2 separate regions of the Drosophila melanogaster genome follow, and region 2 is linked to region 1. Evidence: chromatin contacts called from public Hi-C data. All regions are on one chromosome and are shown on one strand. The core of a region is the stretch at or near the end of the contact, and the rest is flanking DNA. Distances in the headings are between cores, read along the strand shown.

Region 1 (4,770 bases), core at 1,196-3,695:
CACTTTTGGCAGCACTATATTAATAACGAATTCAAAAACATTTTATAGACCGAGGTAAATATTCTAAAACATTTGTAAAATATCTAAATGGATCGATTAACGAATTAAAATTTACATAAAACTCATGAGACGCCAAAACCTATTTTGAAAAATGTTACTAATAGTTGATAATAACAATAAATTAAATACAATAATAACAATGTTTCAATTAATTATTAACATGTCTCCCCCTCGTTTTACTCTCCGCATGATTCAGTTTGCTCCTGCTCCTGGTAAAACTTCAATTTGGCCTTTAACATTTCGTTTTCATTTTGTAGGCGCGAGAACTCGCGCATGAAGCTATCTCCTTGAAGTAGTAAAGCCAGGGCGTCCCGGATCTCCCTTGTGTTTTCCACCTGCTGGTCCATGTAGTTGGTCATCTTATTAGCCAATAGCCGCTGATTAGAGAAGGTAACGTACTCCAATTCGCGCTCCACCTTCTCGCAGCGCTGGTCTACAAAATCTCTTAGCTCGCTGAATTCCTTGCGCCAATCTGCATCCATTTGGGCGGAAAGTCCGCTTGACGATTTGGCCAGCAACTGCTGAGGCTTCAAGAGAGGATTTGAGGATTGTGGTGTGATGTTAGCATGGTGCGGGGTACTGTTTCGACTGGCCGAAAGCAAGCGCAGACGGCGTTTCATTTCTGCGTCAACCGGCGGGGGATTCTCTTTGTCGCTGCCGCCTCCTGTGCTGCTGGCCACGGAAATGTTGGCAGACTGCTCCTCGCAGAGCTCGTCCGTCTCGGCAATCTTCATCAGCTTTCCGTCTCCGGAAATGTTGCTCCGATCCTTCAGTGGGCCGCTTAAGGTCTCTGCAAGTAATAAGCTTATTATAACTAAAAAATAATAATCTCTACAGTAACTTGCGTTGCAGTGACTCCGTGGTGGAGCTGTTGACGGAGTTATCCACCGAGCTTGGGCCAGACGCCACTGGAGGACAAAGACTTTGACGATTGGCAGTTTCATAAGGTTGCGGTTTTCGGTTGAGCGTCTCCCAGTCAAAACTATCTCTGTAAGAGGCGCCCAAGCGGGTCGACATGCGATCCACAGCTCTTGGACCTTGGGCATCCAGGAACTCGCAAAAGGAATCCCGGCGAACTATGGTAGGTGTTGACACCCCGTAACCAAGACTGGTCAGCTGGTTTTGGGTGCTCAACAAATTAGCGGCAATCGATTTACGCAACTCATCGCTGGGCGCACGCTCTACACGAGGAGCTTCGGTCGCCAAACCAGTTGCATTTTCGGAGCTGTTGAGGCTACCGTTCTGCTGGTTATCCCCACTTGGCACGGGCACAAAGGCTACACGTGTTACAGCCGCATCATGTACACTCCTCACGGCCAACGGAGCCTTTGTACTCCTCATATCATAGGCTATTAATTCGCCCTTAAGGTTTCCAGCACAAAGATAAGTGCCACATTCACTCAGCGCCACCGTCGATAGTGGATGCGAGTAGGTCAAGCGATCCGTAGAGGCCTGAGCACGATTTCGTCGAATGTCGAAGATATTTATCTTGCAATCGTAGCCCACGCTGACCAGCAGTGCCGGTTGGGATGTGCACATACTGATGTCCCGGCAGGGAGCACTGTGGGCTTCGCTGGCATGAAAAATCTTTCGCATTCCCTGCACATCATAGACAGTCACGGCTCCTTTATAGGAAGCGATCGACAGATGAAAGCGTTTGCTCGGATGAAAGCGCACAAGAGTAGAGCTGATATTAACAGGATAGCGAAAGATCAATGCAATCCTTTAACAAGCAAGCCTTTAACTTACTCGCCATCTATGGTGAAGGTGTTGGTCTTCTGTTTGGTCTTGGTACCCAAGATACTGATGTCCCCGCCATCGCGCACGGCGGCTATATACTCGTCCGTGTTGTTGTAGTCCATGTAGAGGACAGTACTCCTTTGCGGGTCCGCCGGAAAACGATGGATGAGCTGTGCCGTCCGAAAGTTGTATAGCTTAACACAACCGCTCTGACCCACAGCGATCTCTTCCAGGGATTGCTTGGCGCACGCCACACAGAAGGCATTGTCGATGGTGAGCTTACGGACTCGTTGAATCTCGGGCGCTGTGAAATGGGAAGTTAATTACATACGTGGGATTTGGGGATCCGCACCTCTCTCTTACTCTTGCCATCCTTCTCCTTTATTCGCATCACGGCCAAGCCCGCCATTTTATCCACCTCCACGAAGACCCGGCGTTGGCCGTTGAACTGAAAGTCCGTGGGCTCTGCGTTCTGGTGCACATACTCAGACTTTGTCTCCAGATCCGCGAAGTCGGAGAGCACGGTTTTTTTAGACGTGGAAATAACATGCATTTTGATTTATTTCTTCAGATATTTACACAATTCAAATTTGAGTGCTTTTGTTCGGACTGATTTAAGAATGTGCCCGCTGCTTTATTACCTGAAAATTCCAAAGCTCGTCCGTCGATTTTCCAAGTGATGTTAGACAAATATGCTGATTCCACTACACATTGTCCTTATCTAACACCTTTGAATTATATATCAATATTGCTTTTAATCTTTTTCTGTGTTTTACCACGCCAGGCATAGAGATCAAATAAATAATAAAAATAATTTTTTAAAAAGCGAACACAAATTGTTTGTTTGCCGCTGGATTTCGCAGTGAGAACGCGTCGGCCTGCGCGGTCACACTAGTCATTCACAACCAAATTCATCGGATCATTGGCAGAAAGGCAAGAAGAAGAGCAAGCAATCACCTGCGAAAAAGAAATAAATTGCCGAGAAATGTTAAAGACGTTGTAGTGCGGCAATTTGGCGTGCGTTGAAATGACTCCTGGCGACCAGTAGAAGCATTTAGTGACCACGCTACTCATCCCCCGTCCCCCGCCGCAGCGGCTGAGCCACTGGACAAAGGCCAGCTTACAACAAAAACAACACCAGGGAGACAGTCACGGGCCATTGGCACCCACACAAGCACACACACGCACGCACTGCGTAAAAGCAAACAACAACGATAACAACTGGGAACGGAGGCCTTCAACTGCAGGAAAGATGGAAGCTGATGGACTGACCAACGAACAGACGGAGAAGGTCCTCCAGTTCCAGGATCTCACCGGCATCGAGGATATGAACGTCTGCCGCGACGTCCTAATCAGACACCAATGGGATCTCGAGGTATGCATATGTTTATATGCCCACACAGTGAATGTCAAAATAACAGGGTCACGTAGTCTTGCAGTCTTGCATACAGTGGTGGCTGCAAGAATACTACTACCAACAAGTTTTGTACATATATATTATCTGACGACTAAAGATAGTAATCATTTTATTCTAAATTCTTTTTAAATTTGTTTTTTACAATTTTGCGTTGGGCGCCCTGCTATACTAAATACCAGCTTATTTACCCTTTTTCATATCTACATATGCAGGTGGCCTTCCAGGAGCAGCTAAATATCCGCGAGGGGCGTCCGACCATGTTCGCCGCCTCTACAGATGTCCGAGCGCCCGCTGTCCTTAACGATCGCTTCCTGCAGCAGGTGTTTTCCGCCAACATGCCTGGCGGAAGGACGGTTAGCCGGGTGCCCAGTGGCCCCGTTCCCCGCAGCTTCACCGGCATCATTGGATATGTGATTAACTTCGTGTTTCAGTACTTCTACTCCACGCTGACGAGCATCGTCAGTGCGTTTGTGAACCTGGGCGGAGGAAACGAAGCCCGCTTGGTGACAGATCCACTGGGGGATGTGATGAAGTTTATTAGGGAATACTACGAAAGGTATCCCGAGCACCCGGTCTTCTATCAGGGCACATATGCCCAGGCCCTTAACGATGCTAAGCAGGAGCTGCGTTTTCTAATCGTTTACCTGCACAAGGATCCCGCCAAGAACCCAGATGTGGAATCCTTCTGCCGCAACACACTGTCGGCGAGATCGGTCATTGACTACATTAACACACACACCCTGTTATGGGGATGCGACGTAGCCACGCCGGAGGGCTACCGGGTGATGCAGTCGATAACGGTGCGCAGCTACCCAACGATGGTGATGATCAGCCTTCGAGCAAATCGCATGATGATCGTCGGACGTTTCGAGGGGGATTGCACGCCCGAAGAGCTGCTCCGTCGCCTCCAGTCGGTGACGAACGCCAACGAGGTGTGGCTGAGTCAAGCGCGTGCAGATCGCTTAGAGCGGAATTTTACACAGACTTTAAGAAGACAGCAGGACGAGGCATACGAGCAGAGTTTGCTTGCGGACGAGGAGAAGGAGCGTCAGCGGCAAAGGGAGCGGGATGCCGTCCGGCAGGCGGAGGAGGCTGTGGAACAAGCTCGACGCGATGTCGAGCTTCGCAAGGAGGAGATTGCCCGGCAAAAGATCGAGCTGGCCACATTGGTGCCATCCGAGCCGGCAGCGGATGCTGTCGGCGCCATTGCAGTTGTATTCAAGCTGCCCAGTGGAACACGCCTAGAGCGCCGATTTAACCAGACGGATTCGGTGCTTGTAAGTTACACAAATTTAAACTGCTAATTTGGGATTGATGATTTGATGTTATTGCAGGACGTTTATCACTATCTCTTCTGCCATCCCGATTCGCCGGATGAGTTCGAGATCACAACGAATTTCCCGAAGCGCGTGCTCTTCTCGAAAGCGAACTTGGATGCCGCTGGGGAAACAGGCACAGCCAAGGAGACGCTGACCAAAACCCTTCAGGCCGTAGGACTCAAGAACCGCGAGGTGCTGTTCGTTAACGATCTGGAAGCGTAACCAAGCACCACC
Region 2 (4,654 bases), core at 1,526-4,025, 120 kb before region 1:
ATAGTGTGTATTTTTAAAAGGCATGCACCTATTGGCCAGAGACACTCGTTCTCCTTATAACAATACATTTAAAGGTCCCAGTTTGATTTCCTTCTCAACAACTTTTTTGAAAAGTGTTTTAAAAGTGCGTAGAACAATACACACATTGATAATTACTATATATATATATACCATATATAACTTTAGGACTAAGACAGCTTACACGTTGAAGAAACAATAAAGATTCGGATCGTACAAAATTAGAAAATGCTTTTGATTAAATTAATTTGGCAAACCCCAAAAAAAAAATTAATCTTTCGATTACGAAAATAACAGTTTAATCTAGAGAAATAATACAAAAGTCGTATAAAAAGCGTATGCTGGATATATTCATATAACTAGGTTTAACAGATCCAAAGCCACCAAGATGCTGCATTGCACAAGAAGAGGAGCCTATAGCTTGGAGCGCAGCTCCTCGATCCTGCCTTGGGCGGATCGCTGCAGGTCCATCAGTTTCATGGCAAAGCCCATGTTGCCCTGGATCTTGATCTTGCCCTGGAAAAAGGCCTTCTGTGGTGGCAGCTTTCCTGTTAGCAGCTCAAAGACATCATCGTCGCTAATGATAAAGGTAACGTCACATTTTTCTGCAATAGAAAACCGAACACAGTATCAGTAATTTGCTTTATAAAGTGGAATGTGCTCACGTGTTCCATTGAAGATGATCTTTCCCTTGCCCTGCTTGGCATCAATTACCCAGAAACCGGTCTGTCCATTGGGTCCGTTGTTGACCTTAAAGCCGTAAATGGCGCGCACCTTTTCGATCAGATTGTCCTTATCCTCCTGCATGGCCTGCTCCAATAGTTTCAGCAGGGGCGCAACCTTAAAGCCATCCTCACTGGTAGCAGCCTTGCCCGCAGCGGTCAGATTGCGAACCACGCTGTTGGCAGCTGGGAAACCCAGACGATACAAGGCAACCACAACGGCACCACCCAGTCCCAGATTGTGCTGCAAAGCCAACTGAGCATTGGGCACCTGGCGCTTCTCAGCCAATCCACGGAGCTGCCAGCAGAGCTCAGCACATTGTGCCAGACCCGTGGCGCCCAGAGGATGGCCCTTCGAGATCAGACCACCACTGGGGTTGACCACGAACTTGCCACCGTAGGTGTTGTCTCCAGCGTCGATGAACTCGCCGGCGTTGCCCTCTCCACACAGTCCAAGTGCCTCATACGTGATCAACTCGTTGGCCGAGAAGCAATCGTGCAGTTCCACAACCTGGACATCCTGGGGCTTGTACCCACTCTTTGCGAACAGACGCTGGGTGGCCAGACGGGTCATATCGGTTCCAGCAATCTTCATCAAGCTCTTGTCGGCAAAGGTGGACGCCGGGTCACTGGCCATCTCCATGCCTACAATTTCGACAGCCTGCTTTTCCAATCCGTGGCGACGCACGAAGGCCTCGGAGGCGAGAATGGCAGCTCCAGATCCATCGGAAGTGGGACAACACTGCAGCTTGGTCAGCACTCCCTCCACAACCTGGGGCGACTTCATAATCTGCTCCAGGGTGTATTCATCGCGGAACTGCGAGTAGCTAAGCGGATGAAATATGTCCGAAGATTAGATAAGGCATTGCAATGATTATAGTTAACTCTTACGGATTATTGACGGAGTGCTTGTGGTTCTTCCAAGCGATCTTGCCGAAATGCTCGGGCTTAGTGCCATACTTCTTCATGTGCTCCTTGCCGGCATTGCCGAAGATCTGGGCAGCCATTGGGCCAGCTCCGATCTCGGCCAGCTCACCCATCTCGGTGATGTGACGCTCCATGGGATTGGCGCGATCAAAGTACTATTAGAGAGTAAAATATTGGATTAGTAATCGGTTTTTTAAGGAATGCAATCTTGTACCTTGGAGGACAGGGATCCACGCTCCATCTTTTCAAATCCCAAAGCCAGGACGCAATCTGCGTTTCCGCTCTCCACGATCTGCTTGGCCAAATACAAAGCACTGGATCCCGTGGAGCAGTTGTTGTTGACGTTATAGACCGGAATGCCGGTCATTCCGACCTCGTAGATGGCCCGCTGTCCGCAGGTGGAGTCTCCATAAACGTAGCCGGCCACCGCCTGCTGCACTTCCTCGTACTTGATGCCCGCATCCTGGAGAGCTTTTGTGATGGCCTCCCTAGCGAAATCCGGGTAGCACACATCAGCTTGGCGACCGGGCTTCTCGAACTGCAGAGGGAACACGAAAGCAGGGTTTTTGTTACCAGATTCTCAGAGATTGACATGGTCAGCCCAGTGTAATAAAATCCTAATCGTGCCACTCCAGGGGGCAAAGGACTGATTCTGATAGTCGTTATAATAATTATATTTATGATAATAGCATGGGGACAAAATCATTCGAGAGCAGATTAGCGTACGAAGTGCAGCGCAGTTCAAAGTCCGGCAATCGCTTAAGATTGCTCAATATTAAAGCTAATTGCAAGTTACCAAAGCTGCTCTTTGAATTCTTTGTCTTGGTTTTGTTTATGTTTATCCTCTCAGATGGCTAATTCGTGGAACACACACCTTGGTCATGCCCACACCGACAACGTACACACGGGTCTTCGACATTTTGCAGCTACAGGATCGCGAGTAAAACAGGTAATACCACAACTAGTGCTCAAGAGCAATTAACTAAATGTTAAAATGAATGGCGATTGTTGGCGATATTAGGAGGCTTAAGCCTTCATACGACTGAACCTATCGGGCTATCGATACCGATTTCCACAGGGTGACCACATTGCCATAACAAAAAATTTAGGGAAGCGAATATTCAAGTACGCGCCCTGCGTACATATGTGCAGCCCTGAATAAAGTGAATGCAGTTTATTTTTTTTATACAAATAAATATCTATAAGAAATTGAAATAGCCATAAAAACCAAGTCAATGGAAAAATTCGACCATTAAATGAGTTATTTTTTGCAACGCTCATGGCCTCTTATTTGAGTCCACAGTTTTGGAGGCATTGAAAAATATCAAAGCGGTGTATCATAGCTGGTAGCCCTGTTGATAGTGCTGTCATATTTAGCGCTTTTAAACTTATAAACAAACAAGGAAAGTGCTCTTATAAGCATTATTACATTATTATTAGACTTTCTAAAAGATAGAGATTCCCACCAAATGCTTATGTTGTATGCACGTTTCTCGTTTACAGATGCATATTTATGAACTGCATAGAAGGTGAACAACAAATTTAACGGGAAACAAGCTGAACCGACAGATCTAGCCTTATCATATCTATCGTATATAAGTCCGCAACCTGTTGATCCACTTCAGTCGATACAGAAAGTCCAATCCGTGATCCCGCAAAGAACCAACAGCCGAAAAATGACCAAGACCAGAGTTTACGTTATCGGAGTTGGCATGACCAAGGTTCGTCTGCGAATGATTGACCTTTGTGCCGCCTTGGGTGTTAATATCTATCCGACCATCTCCTTCCAATTTCCTGCAGTTTGAGAAGCCCGGTCGCCGAGCTGATGCTTGCTACCCGGACTTCGCCAAAGAAGCCATCACCAAAGCTCTCCAGGATGCGGGAATCAAGTTCGAGGAAGTGCAGCAGGCGGTGGCCGGCTACGTTTATGGAGACTCCACCTGCGGACAGCGGGCCATCTACGAGGTCGGAATGACCGGCATTCCGGTCTATAACGTGAACAACAACTGCTCCACGGGATCCAGCGCACTGTATTTGGCCAAGCAGATCGTAGAGAGCGGAAACTCCGAATGCGTCCTGGCTCTGGGATTCGAAAAGATGGAGCGTGGATCATTGTCCGCAAAGGTACACGAGTCCACTTCTAAAAAATCCAATTACTGATCCATTATTTGCTCTTCTAATAGTACTTTGATCGCGCAAATCCCATGGAGCGCCACATCACCGAGATGAGTGAGCTGACCGAGATCGGGGCTGGTCCAATGGCTGCCCAGATCTTCGGCAACGCCGGCAAGGAGCACATGAAGAAGTATGGCACTAAGCCCGAGCATTTCGGCAAGATCGCTTGGAAGAACCACAAGCACTCCGTCAATAATCCGTAAGTTTAGTCGAAAGTTCACCTTACGCGTGTGCTTATCTTATCGCTGAAAACAGAGAAATAAGTAGACCGTAGACCGTCAACCACTCGGTATTGCATGCAGCTGATCCTCATTCACGCCACTTCATTTCTCTCCATTGTTTCTTTTAGCTACTCGCAGTTCCGCGATGAATACACCCTGGAGCAGATTATGAAGTCGCCCCAGGTTGTGGAGGGAGTGCTGACCAAGCTGCAGTGCTGTCCCACTTCCGATGGATCTGGAGCTGCCATTCTCGCCTCCGAGGCCTTCGTGCGTCGCCACGGATTGGAAAAGCAGGCTGTGGAGATTGTGGGCATGGAGATGGCCAGTGACCCGGCGTCCACCTTTGCCGACAAGAGCTTGATGAAGATTGCTGGAACCGATATGACCCGTCTGGCCACCGAGCGTCTGTTCGCCAAGAGTGGGTACAAGCCCCAGGATGTCCAGGTGGTGGAACTGCACGATTGCTTCTCGGCCAACGAGTTGATCACGTATGAGGCACTTGGACTGTGTGGAGAGGGCAAGGCCGGCGAGTTCATCGACGCTGGAGACAACACCTACGGTGGCAAGTTCGTGGTCAACCCCAGTGGTGGT

The links. Hi-C and Micro-C count contacts between places; a contact is called where the count stands out from the background.
Region 2: a contact with region 1 is called in a Hi-C map of the Kc167 cell line, with 2.7 times the contacts expected there. The contact joins the promoter of CG17597 here to the promoter of Grip71 in region 1. A contact is called at or near these places in 18 of 107 Hi-C or Micro-C datasets (the D17-c3 cell line, the Kc167 cell line, the S2 cell line and 6 more) and 3 of 6 datasets of contacts at active chromatin or transcription factors (the Kc167 cell line and the S2 cell line).

The regions. Positions count from the first base shown.
Region 1 is chr2L:18,706,521-18,711,290 of dm6, reverse strand. It overlaps Grip71, which reads right to left and starts at 2,445. Exons shown (of 4, transcript NM_136058.5): 1 at 2,164-2,445; 2 at 1,810-2,104; 3 at 906-1,747; 4 at 1-850. The coding sequence starts at 2,353. The coding sequence ends at 237. Faf2 (Fas-associated factor 2) reads left to right here and starts at 2,692. Exons shown (of 3, transcript NM_001299128.1): 1 at 2,692-3,175; 2 at 3,430-4,494; 3 at 4,552-4,770. The coding sequence starts at 3,053. The coding sequence ends at 4,758. Irk3 (Inwardly rectifying potassium channel 3) reads left to right here. Exons shown (of 5, transcript NM_136059.4): 5 at 1-220.
Region 2 is chr2L:18,829,274-18,833,927 of dm6, reverse strand. CG17597 reads left to right here and starts at 2,775. Exons shown (of 5, transcript NM_001299137.1): 1 at 2,775-3,074; 2 at 3,171-3,388; 3 at 3,468-3,791; 4 at 3,851-4,041; 5 at 4,192-4,654. The coding sequence starts at 3,344. ScpX (Sterol carrier protein X-related thiolase) reads right to left here and starts at 2,699. Exons shown (of 5, transcript NM_079976.6): 1 at 2,542-2,699; 2 at 1,882-2,205; 3 at 1,632-1,822; 4 at 684-1,567; 5 at 298-623. The coding sequence starts at 2,586. The coding sequence ends at 433. It overlaps CG10600, which reads left to right. Exons shown (of 8, transcript NM_136069.4): 8 at 1-218.